3 separate regions of the Sus scrofa genome follow, and all the other regions are linked to region 1. Evidence: chromatin contacts called from public HiChIP or PLAC-seq data. All regions are on one chromosome and are shown on one strand. Each heading gives the region's core, a stretch centred on a gene start, on an enhancer-like site or on the middle of the called end of the contact. The rest is flanking DNA. Distances are from core to core; before and after follow the strand shown. Region 1 holds the start of HESX1 (homeobox expressed in ES cells 1). Region 2 holds the start of SLMAP (sarcolemmal membrane-associated protein). Region 3 holds the start of PDE12 (2',5'-phosphodiesterase 12).

Region 1 (3,087 bases), core at 323-2,822:
TTTTTCATTGGAATTATTTGGTTTGGCCAAGCTAACTGGCCAAACCCCTTCAGTTATACCATATAACTACTCTTCTTTCTTACACTTTGTTTTCACTTGTCACTTATTCCTGATTCTTATCAACGGCAACTAGCTTTCTTCTCCTTCTTTTATAATCTAATCACAGTTCACCCAAGAATGTTTCTTACCTTCAAAGTCTTCCTTCTTTACAGTCAGGATGCATGCCACTGTGCTGAGGAGAAATGTCAAAGGGCAGAGTTGTGTTGCTGAGATCGGTACGATGCTGGGTATATCCAAGCAGCTGGGAACCAATAACACCGTGTAAGAACTGACAGCAAACCACTTTTCAGAAACTAATCATCTATTCTAGAGGGTGACTAGTGGATAAAAAAATGTAAAAGGAGAGTCCTTATTGAAAGCTTGTAACACTAAGGATAACTCTGTGAAACCATACTGCAAGACTTCCTGGTAAATATTTAAAACCCGATTTTATTTTTCTATCATGAGATTGTGGGACATTTTAGTTTAAAACTGCTTAACTTCCAATCTGGTTACTGTGTTTGGATTTGTTCGTTTATCTGGATTTGTTCTAATTTATTTGTGGAACCAGGTAACTAATCTTTATTCAATAGTTTTTATATTTCTTGAATGAAAATGGAATGGATTGGTGGGATGAATGGCTAGATATTTACAAGACACTAATGATTTTGCCATTCTCTCTGTATAATGATTTTTCTAAAAGAATCTGTATGGCTTCTTATAACCCTACAGAAGAACAAACAAGGCAGTGTGAGGTTGGGAAAAATGATAAAGAGGCAGATCTAATACAGATCAAGTTCTAGAGTGGAGCTTCACTTTTCTCTCCTTTAAAAAAATTAGAGGCTGAAGAAGCGATCTAAAGATTCTTCCAAAACTTTAACAGAAATGCGAATCAGTTATTAACATAATAAACCAGTGTACCTTGATTTTCAAGAGATGCCTTCATTTGTGATTAAAAAAGTAAATAAATAAAGTCTGAATTGCGGCGTGTCAGCCTCTCAAGGCCAGGTAAGAACCGATGAACTAGCAACAAAGGCGTGCTCTTAACTGAAAATACTGATACCCAAGTGCCCAGAAAAAAAATCTTTTCTACTGTCCAAGAATTACCGGGAAGTCAGGTTGACACAACTTCAGATCTCCCAGACATCTGAGTTAGCCAGCACCATTTTGTTGGAGAAGGGAGACTGGAAGCTTGGGGCAGGGTTTGTAAAATTATAATTTAAGGAAACTAAAGAAGGCGCCGGCAGTGAGGCCTCCTTCATGGTCTCTGATGAAAAATGGTGGGGGATACGTAAAACTGCCCTAGGTTCCCGACTGTGGTCCTCACTCTAGGTTCCTAGGGACGCACGGGGAAGACTGTCTACTACACTTCACACCCCTACGCGAGCAGCCAGGGTAGGTGCTCGAGGTGTGCAAGCTGCTCCGCTTTCGACCCCTCAGCGCCGCCTTTACCGCCTCCACCGACTCCACTGTCTCCTAGGCCCGTGATCTGCGCAGAGCTCAACGCGGGGGAGCCTCCCTCCAACCCCCCACGCTGACCGACATCGCCGCGAACCAATAAGCGAGTGGGGAGGTGGGGCAGGCAGTCCAAGGGGGCGGGATTTCCCTCACCGCCGCGAGGCCTCTGGGCGCCAGGCGAGGGCGGCAGAGCCAGCTAGAGAGGGCGGGTCGGGGTCAGCTGCTGAAGGCAGGCGGGCGTAGGGAGCTGTGGGCGGTCGCCGCGTCTCCTGCCGCCGCCCTCCCTCCCTCCCTCCCTCCGCCACGATGCCGGGGATCGACAAGCTGCCCATCGAAGAGACGCTGGAGGACAGCCCGCAGGTAAGGCGCGGGCAGCGGCGGGCGGCGAGGGAAGGAGCGGGGCCGGCCGACCCCAGGCCTGGCGTCTACGCGGCCGCAGGTGCCCGCCCTGGTCCAGGTGGGCGCCGTCCCCCAGTGTTCCCGCTGGTCGCGGGCCGCGCCCGGAGCCGCCGAGCCAGAGCCGTCCTCCCGAGGCCCGTCTCGGCCTGCGCCCCTAAGCCGAGAGCCGCGCGCGGGGTCTGGGACGTCCGCGGGCAGCGACTGAGCCGCCGTCGCCTTGGCTCGTGGGCCCGGCGGTCACGTACGCCCTCGGGGCTCCCTTGTATTTGACAGAAGGTGCTTTTTTGTCGCCGTCTTGTGAGGTGATAAATCTCAATACTGGTATTTTCCCCCGAAAACCTCCTCGGAGAAAATGCAGAAAAGACCCTGTAGACTTCATGGTTTCTGACCAAGCTAGGGGAGGAAATGGATAGTTTTTCTTGGGGAGATGCTGAAAGACTCTTGATTTGCCGGTGTGGAGAGGGCAAAGCCGGTCACGGGTCCCAGAGCCTCCCGTGGCCGTGTCTTGGCGGTGAGTGTAGCCGCTGTCACTCGGGCTGTGCACGCCGAGTGATGGACGGCGCCTTTGAGGCTCCACCACTGCTGCGCCCTCGTTGCAGACTTGGCCCTAATCAACTCATCAAAATAAAAGCCCTGTGTTTTGTGCTTTGGGGATGATGCTAGTGCGGTTGCTGTAGTTTAAAATAATCTAGGAAAACATAACCATTACTTAATGTTTTCGGTACTGAAGAATGAAATCAGCTATAGTAAAAACATGTTATGTTGGTGGGGCCTGTAACTTGCATTGAGAAACTTATCGCTAGGCCTGTCTCTTACACAGTAGGGGTTTAAGATGATGTTGCTGTTTGGCTACCACTTAGAATGAAGAAAATTTTCTGAAATGTTGTTCCCTTAGAACTGCAGTTGCACATATTTCTCGAGTCTTTGACAGTTTAATAGGACTCGAAAAGAAGGGGAGGAAGGGACTAGATCCCCCTTTTCCTGTATGATACGTCTGCCATGGATATTGTGCTAGTTTTGATTGCCAAGTTGAAGTTGGGTTCTGATTGTGGAATTGATTTGTTTTTTTCACAGCGAAAGTTATCTTCACAGACCAGTTGACTGCTGGTAATGTACTCTTATCCGCCTATGTTGACAGAGAGAAACCCACTTCTTGACTTCCAGAATAGATGGTTCAAATGCTTCATGATT
Region 2 (3,087 bases), core at 181-2,680, 480 kb after region 1:
CCAGGCACGTTGTTCTACCATTTTAAAAGCCTTATTCTTGGAGTTCCCATCGTAGCGCAGTGGTTAACGAATCCGACTAGGAACCATGAGGTTGCGGCTTCGGTCCCTGCCCTTGCTCAGTGGGTTAAGGATCTGGCGTTGCCGTGAGCTGTGGTGTAGGTTGCAGACGCGGCTCGGATCCTGCGTTGCTGTGGCTCTGGCGTAGGCTGGTGGCTATGGCTCTGATTAGACCCCTAGCCTGGGAACCTCCATATGCCGCAGGAGCGGCCCAAGAAATAGCAAAAAAATAAAAATAAAAGCCTTGTTCTTTTTTTCACTAAACCTTCCTGGAAATTTACGAAACCATTCAGCAAATACCATGTTTATCGTGGTTTTCCTACCATCCTTCTTTGAGTTCAGTTACCTCCCATAGAAGACCCCTTTAGTGGCTAGTGCTTGTTTTCATCTTAGCCCTGATTGCATCAAAGTGAAGTTATCTCTATTTGAAACCCTCCTCTCCCTATCCTTATCTCACAATACCCAGGTATACTCTCAGAGGGCAAGGATTGAGATTTGGTTCATCTATGTGTCTTCAGGGCCCAGCACAGAACTTAGAACAGGGCCAAAACCCTGTATGTAAGAATTGAATAGTATTTACTCTTTCATGAGCAGATAGATTACTCCCTTGAATTCTCACAACAGGTGCGTTAACTATTATCTCCAAGTAATAGATGACAAAACGAAGCTCGTAGAGGTTTAGAAACTTCCCCAAGGTCACAGAGTGGTGGAGCCTGTTGTCAAAGGAATCTGAAGAATGACGCCATCATTGATTCCAAAGGACCTCTCTCTCTGGAAAAACATGATTTTAAACTTTCAGAAGTTGCACTAATTTCGGGGTAGAGTCAGCGCTAGGGGCCTGGGAAATAAGATAGGCCCAGTGAGAAGAATTGTCATTTGAAATGGAACGCAAGGACTAAGAAAGAGTTTTTCCTCCGGGTAGGATACATAGCGAAGACTTTAAAGAGGGCGGATGAATCTTGTTACAGATGCACAAATCCTGAGACTTGTAGGAATTTAGTTGTTCACACCTAAGGCGGCTGTTGGGGTGGAGGTCGGGGAGCTGTGCTGCCCACAACTAAGATGGATGCTAATAACAGCTCCTTTGGATGGGCTTGGTCTCCTTGGGCGTTGATATTTTCAATGAGGACTCTAGTGAATAAAATTTAGTAAATGCTAGCGCCTTCTTACCAAGATGGCAAAGTAGGAAGTTGGCACGTTATGTTTAGAAAACCTTCAACAGGTCAAATTTTTTCTTGCCCATAACCAAAATGGTGGCAAAGGTGTCCCACGGTTTTGAAGCGTCCAACCCTTAACTAAGATGGCGTGCGGAGGCTTGTTAAAAAGGCTTGCCCTCTTTTCTGCCCTTGACCATCATGGCTTCCGCGGCGTCTGTCACGTGATGCCCCGACTACGGCGCGGGAGAAGGGGTAGGAGGGCCCTTGAAGGGTGCGCGTTCCCGTGGCGGTGCACCGGGTAGGTTTCAGTCAGAGTCACTATGGCGGCCGGAGCTGGCAAGGTAAGCTGAGGCGGCGGCGGCGGTAAGAGAAGCTGGACCCGTCTTGGCGTCCGGGCTCCCAGTCCCCGCGGCCCCTCAGCGGAAAGGTCGGCCGAGTCGTGGCCAGTCGCGGGGGCTGGTTGGGGTGGGCTGAGGGGGTTGAGGGCTGAGGTGGGCGGGCACCGGCGCTGACGGCCGTTTGTTTTGATGTTTTCCCCACCAGGTCGGAAAGTTTCTGTCGTCGGGCAGAGCCTGAGCTTGTCCCACCGGCTGCGAGCGGTGGAGGCTGCGGCGGACCCAACCCGGGGCCTCCAGGCCTCTCCCCCAACCTCCGGGCCAGCCTCCCTCCCCCACCTCCTCGTCCGTCGGGAGCTTCAGCTGCGGTCCCTGAGATGCGACCCTCGCGGGAGAGACTCTGAAAGGAGGTGGCCGGTGTGCTGAGGAGCAGCCAGGAGCCCAGGAGTCCAGGGACCAACTTCCTGCGGGCCGAGACCCCGGATCCTCCCCGGGGTCGCGCCTCGCTCGGTCACCACCCGCCTGCTGAGCCGGATCCCCGCCCTGGTCGCGGGGACGCCCGCCAGGTGCCCGGAGTCCCGCCTTGGCCGCTGCCCTAGCTCCCGCCGGTCCCCGTTCCTCGTGCCAGGGACTCCAGCCACCGCCACCTCGTCTCGTGCGGGGCCGGGGACCCTGTGCCACCTCCCGGCCGGCCTTCGCGGGAGGGGCAATGCAGACTGTCCGGCTGGCCGTCTAGACCCCTGCGCTGGCCCCATCGCCTCTCGTCCCTCCAGTCCGGAGGCCCTCGAAGACGGGCGGTGGCTGCCCAGAGGTGCTCAGCTACACCTTTCTTCCGCCTGAAAGGACCTTTCTGGCCGCAACGAACCGACCCTTCCTTCATGCTGCAGTGCTGCAACATTTCCGCCACCGAGGGGGGAAAGCGGCCGCGATCCCAAACAAAACCCAAGAATTGGCGTGTGACTCATCTGCTTGGATACCTCCAGTCCCCAAACTGTCTTCCAGGAGTTTTCTTGGCCGAAGCTGTCCAATGTTTGAGCCTTTTCTTCCCAGGGAAGAAGATGGACTGAAAGCTACCAGTTGGGGACTTGGTGTGATCAGGGCACTGCTGGGTTTTAAAGGAGGTGATGGGGCTTGCGCTGACTCGTCTTCCCACCCAAGTGAAGAGTTGTTGATGTTCACTGGTTATGCTTGGACAATGTGCAGTTTGTTTTAATTTAAAATTTGGTGGGGGATAGGGGTAGAGGCTTGTGAAGGGTCCGGATCCGGTGGACCTCCTCTTTGTCCCTAGTAGGAGAGACACCCCCAGTCTGTCCTCGATGCCGTCAGCCTTGGCCATCTTCACTTGCCGCCCGAACTCACACCCTTTTCAAGAGCGTCATGTCTACCTGGACGAGCCCATTAAAATCGGCCGCTCGGTGGCCCGTTGTCGACCAGCACAGAATAATGCTACCTTTGATTGCAAAGTGCTGTCAAGGAACCATGCTCTCGTCTGGTTTGATCACAAGACGGGCAAGGTAATGTCACTACGTTGTCTAACA
Region 3 (3,087 bases), core at 286-2,785, 310 kb after region 1:
AATTGTGACACTTTGAGAATACTTGCAGATACTTTGTCTTCAAAGAACTGACCAAATATAACGAAAAGAGAAAGATAACTGAACCATGAGTATATTACATTTCTATTTGTATAAAAAGTGGGAGTAAGGGTGTAAATTCATAAATGTTTGTGTATGCATAGGAGTCGGGGATGGGTATGTTTTATTCTTTGAAAAAAAAAATAAAACATCAAAAAAAAAAAAAACCAACAAAACCCTAAAGGAAAGAATGGCACTTCAAGGCATCTGTCTCAAAATTGGGATTAAGACTGCAAGAGTTCAATTACATCAGCTTGCTTAAAGGAAAGTCACATTTTCTAATACAGCTTTTATCATTCTTTAAGTTGAATAATTTAAGATTGAGTTCTGCTTAAGTTGCATGAAGAAAAATGCTGGAGATAAGAAAAACGCCATTTTAAAATACTTGCTAACGTGGATACTATAAACTGGGGAAATGAAACTTGTTTAGGGCACTTAGTTGATATAATGTAGTGACTTTTAACCCTACTAGGTAGCTCTAGATCACATAAATATCACCAGTATTCGGTCACTTTGTCAAATGCTTGCTGTGTGGAGAGGGGGAGGACATGTATATAAATTTCAAATAACAGCAAAATTCATCCTTCCTGTAGAAAAGGCTTATTTTCCTCACTGTAATCCAGAAGAAAATGTGTAGTTTATTTTTAGATACCCAATAAATAAATACTCTAGTTGTAGAAGGAAAGTGGACACAGATCATTTGCCGAGAGAATTCTCAACTTGTTCTGAATCTTAAAGGGTTTTTTCCCCTTCAGTAAATCATAGAATATTAATTATATTCAACACAAAATCTGTTTCTTGAACTACTTTTTTCATGTGGGTTTCAAGGAAGTTACACTTCCCATTTCCTCTTACCCAGTAGCTATCCTGTCACCTGTCATTCATTCAGCAAAGTCTGTTTGACCTAGAGCAGGTAACTTAATCTTTCCGGACCTCACATCTGTAACTGGAACTTACTATTTATCGTTCCTGGTTATTAGCTATCACAAAAACTCTGCTGGGCGCGTCGGCGCTGACTGGGCCTGAGGCAAACCCACACTTCGGAAGAGGGTTAGCAGTGTCGGGAATAGTGAGGAGAGGAACTGAGAAATATTTTCCACGCCCGAACCCGGGCTGGCAGTCCAGGGGGATCTCCTCACGCCCTCGCGCAGGGCAGCTCCAGGCAGCACAAGAAAGGAGGCGGTCAGAGCCCAGATAAGGCGCCAGGATCCTTCGGGGAAACGAAACTCGCTACACCGCCTCAACCACTTGAGCTTGGGCGCGCCTTCTCTTCCGCCTGCTAACTGCACTTTCGATAAACCATTAAGTCTAATATTCCCCTCTGAAGCCTCCATGTTTTTATTTTTCTAGCCTTATAGCTAGAGTTAGATATAAAAATTAAGCTGGGATGGATTGGAGGCAGACGTAGCTGTGGAAGAAAATTAGCAGATTAGCAGGCCTGGCGAAAGTGCGGGGCGAGAGCACCGTGCGCACTCTCCTCGCCGGCCGGAAGTTGAGGAACTGAATGGGTCCTGGAGCCGGTGGCTGCTGCTCCTCTGTCTCTCCCTGACGCTTAGCGGCCGTTCAGCCGCAGGTCTCGTCAGCCGCTAGGCCACCAGGTTCATGTGGAGGCTCCCAGGCGCCCGCGCCGCGCTTCGTGGGGTCCGCACGGCGGTGGAGCGGCACAGTCGAGCTGAGGCGGCGACTGAGACCGCGGCAGGCGTGATGGAGCGCGCTGTAGTGCGCTGTGTGCCCTCGGAGCCTAAGCTTAGCTTGTCCTTCGCTCTGGCCGACGGTAGCCACAAGAATATGCAGCGCGACCAGAGCGAGCCGCTGGGTCGGGCCCTCAGCCGGATCGCTACTAATGCTCTCAAAGGCCACGCTAAGGCGGCCGCGGCCAGGAAGAGCAGGAAGAACCGGCCAAACGCAGGCGGCGGTGGGGCCTGTGCGGGGTCTGGGCCCGAGCCGGCTGCAGCCTGCGAACCCGTAGTGAAGCTGTACTACCGGGAGGAGGCAGTGGCTGAAGACGTGCTCAATGTGGACGCCTGGCAGGACGGTGCGGTGCTGCAGATCGGCGATGTCAAATACAAGGTAGAGCGCAACCCGCCCTCCCTCACCGAGCTGCAGTTGCCGCGCTACATCATGGCCGGCTTCCCGGTGTGCCCCAAGCTCGGCCTCGAATTTGGGGATCCCGCCGGCTCCCTCTTCCGCTGGTACAAGGAAACCAAACCTACAGCGGTGGAGCCTGAGGGCGGAGGCCCCTCGTCATTGTCTCCCTCTTCACCTTCTCCTGGTTGGACCGAGACGGGTGTGAACGAGCGCGTCTACACCCCGTCCAATGCTGACATCGGGCTACGGCTCAAACTTCATTGTACCCCAGGCAATGGGCAGCGCTTCGGACCAAGCCGAGAATTGGAAAGTGTGTGTTCGGTGGAGGCCGGGCCCGGCACGTGCACCTTTGACCACCGGCATCTCTACACGAAGAAGGTGACTGACGACGCCCTCATCCGCACAGTCTCCTACAACCTTCTGGCCGACACATATGCCCAGACTGAGTTCTCACGGACGGTCCTGTACCCGTACTGTGCCCCTTACGCCCTGGAACTCGACTACCGCCAGAACCTTATCCAAAAGGAACTCACGGGCTACAACGCCGACCTCATCTGTTTGCAGGAAGTTGACCGCGACGTGTTTACAGACAGCTTGGTGCCGGCCCTCGAGGCCTTTGGGCTGGAGGGCGTGTTTCGAATCAAGCAGCATGAAGGCCTCGCTACTTTTTACCGAAAGTCCAAGTTCAGCCTCCTTAGCCAGCATGACATTGCTTTCCATGAGGCCCTGCAGTCCGACCCACTTCACAAAGAACTGCTGGAGAAACTGGTTTTATACCCAGCAGCGCAGGAAAAGGTGCTTCAGAGATCTTCTGTCCTTCAGGTAAAGTAACTCTACCAGTCTGCTTACAAACTCATCCATTTTTAGGGCTCATGAAGGGGGCGGGGGTCAGAGGTGCTTATAGTTGAAATAAAACACTACAAGTTTTAGTGAAAGATGTTT

The links. HiChIP or PLAC-seq counts read pairs in DNA pulled down with a chosen protein or histone mark.
Region 2: an H3K27ac HiChIP or PLAC-seq map of alveolar macrophages shows a contact between it and region 1. The contact joins the promoter of SLMAP here to the promoter of HESX1 in region 1. A contact is called at or near these places in 1 of 5 promoter capture datasets (fetal liver) and 1 of 2 datasets of contacts at active chromatin or transcription factors (alveolar macrophages).
Region 3: a contact with region 1 is called in an H3K27ac HiChIP or PLAC-seq map of alveolar macrophages. The contact joins the promoter of PDE12 here to the promoter of HESX1 in region 1. A contact is called at or near these places in 1 of 5 promoter capture datasets (fetal liver), 2 of 47 Hi-C or Micro-C datasets (fetal skeletal muscle and heart right ventricle) and 1 of 2 datasets of contacts at active chromatin or transcription factors (alveolar macrophages).

What each region holds. Positions count from the first base shown.
Region 1 is chr13:39,087,354-39,090,440 of Sscrofa11.1, forward strand. HESX1 (homeobox expressed in ES cells 1) reads right to left here and starts at 1,573. Exons shown (of 6, transcript XM_021069007.1): 1 at 1,492-1,573; 2 at 189-301. It overlaps APPL1 (adaptor protein, phosphotyrosine interaction, PH domain and leucine zipper containing 1), which reads left to right and starts at 1,804. Exons shown (of 22, transcript NM_001134966.1): 1 at 1,804-1,857. The coding sequence starts at 1,804.
Region 2 is chr13:39,570,500-39,573,586 of Sscrofa11.1, forward strand. It overlaps SLMAP (sarcolemmal membrane-associated protein), which reads left to right and starts at 1,431. Exons shown (of 21, transcript XM_021069059.1): 1 at 1,431-1,555; 2 at 1,758-3,063. The coding sequence starts at 2,866.
Region 3 is chr13:39,393,982-39,397,068 of Sscrofa11.1, forward strand. It overlaps PDE12 (2',5'-phosphodiesterase 12), which reads left to right and starts at 1,536. Exons shown (of 3, transcript XM_001926462.5): 1 at 1,536-2,967. The coding sequence starts at 1,660. It overlaps DNAH12 (dynein heavy chain 12, axonemal), which reads right to left and starts at 1,285. Exons shown (of 75, transcript XM_021069807.1): 1 at 1,015-1,285.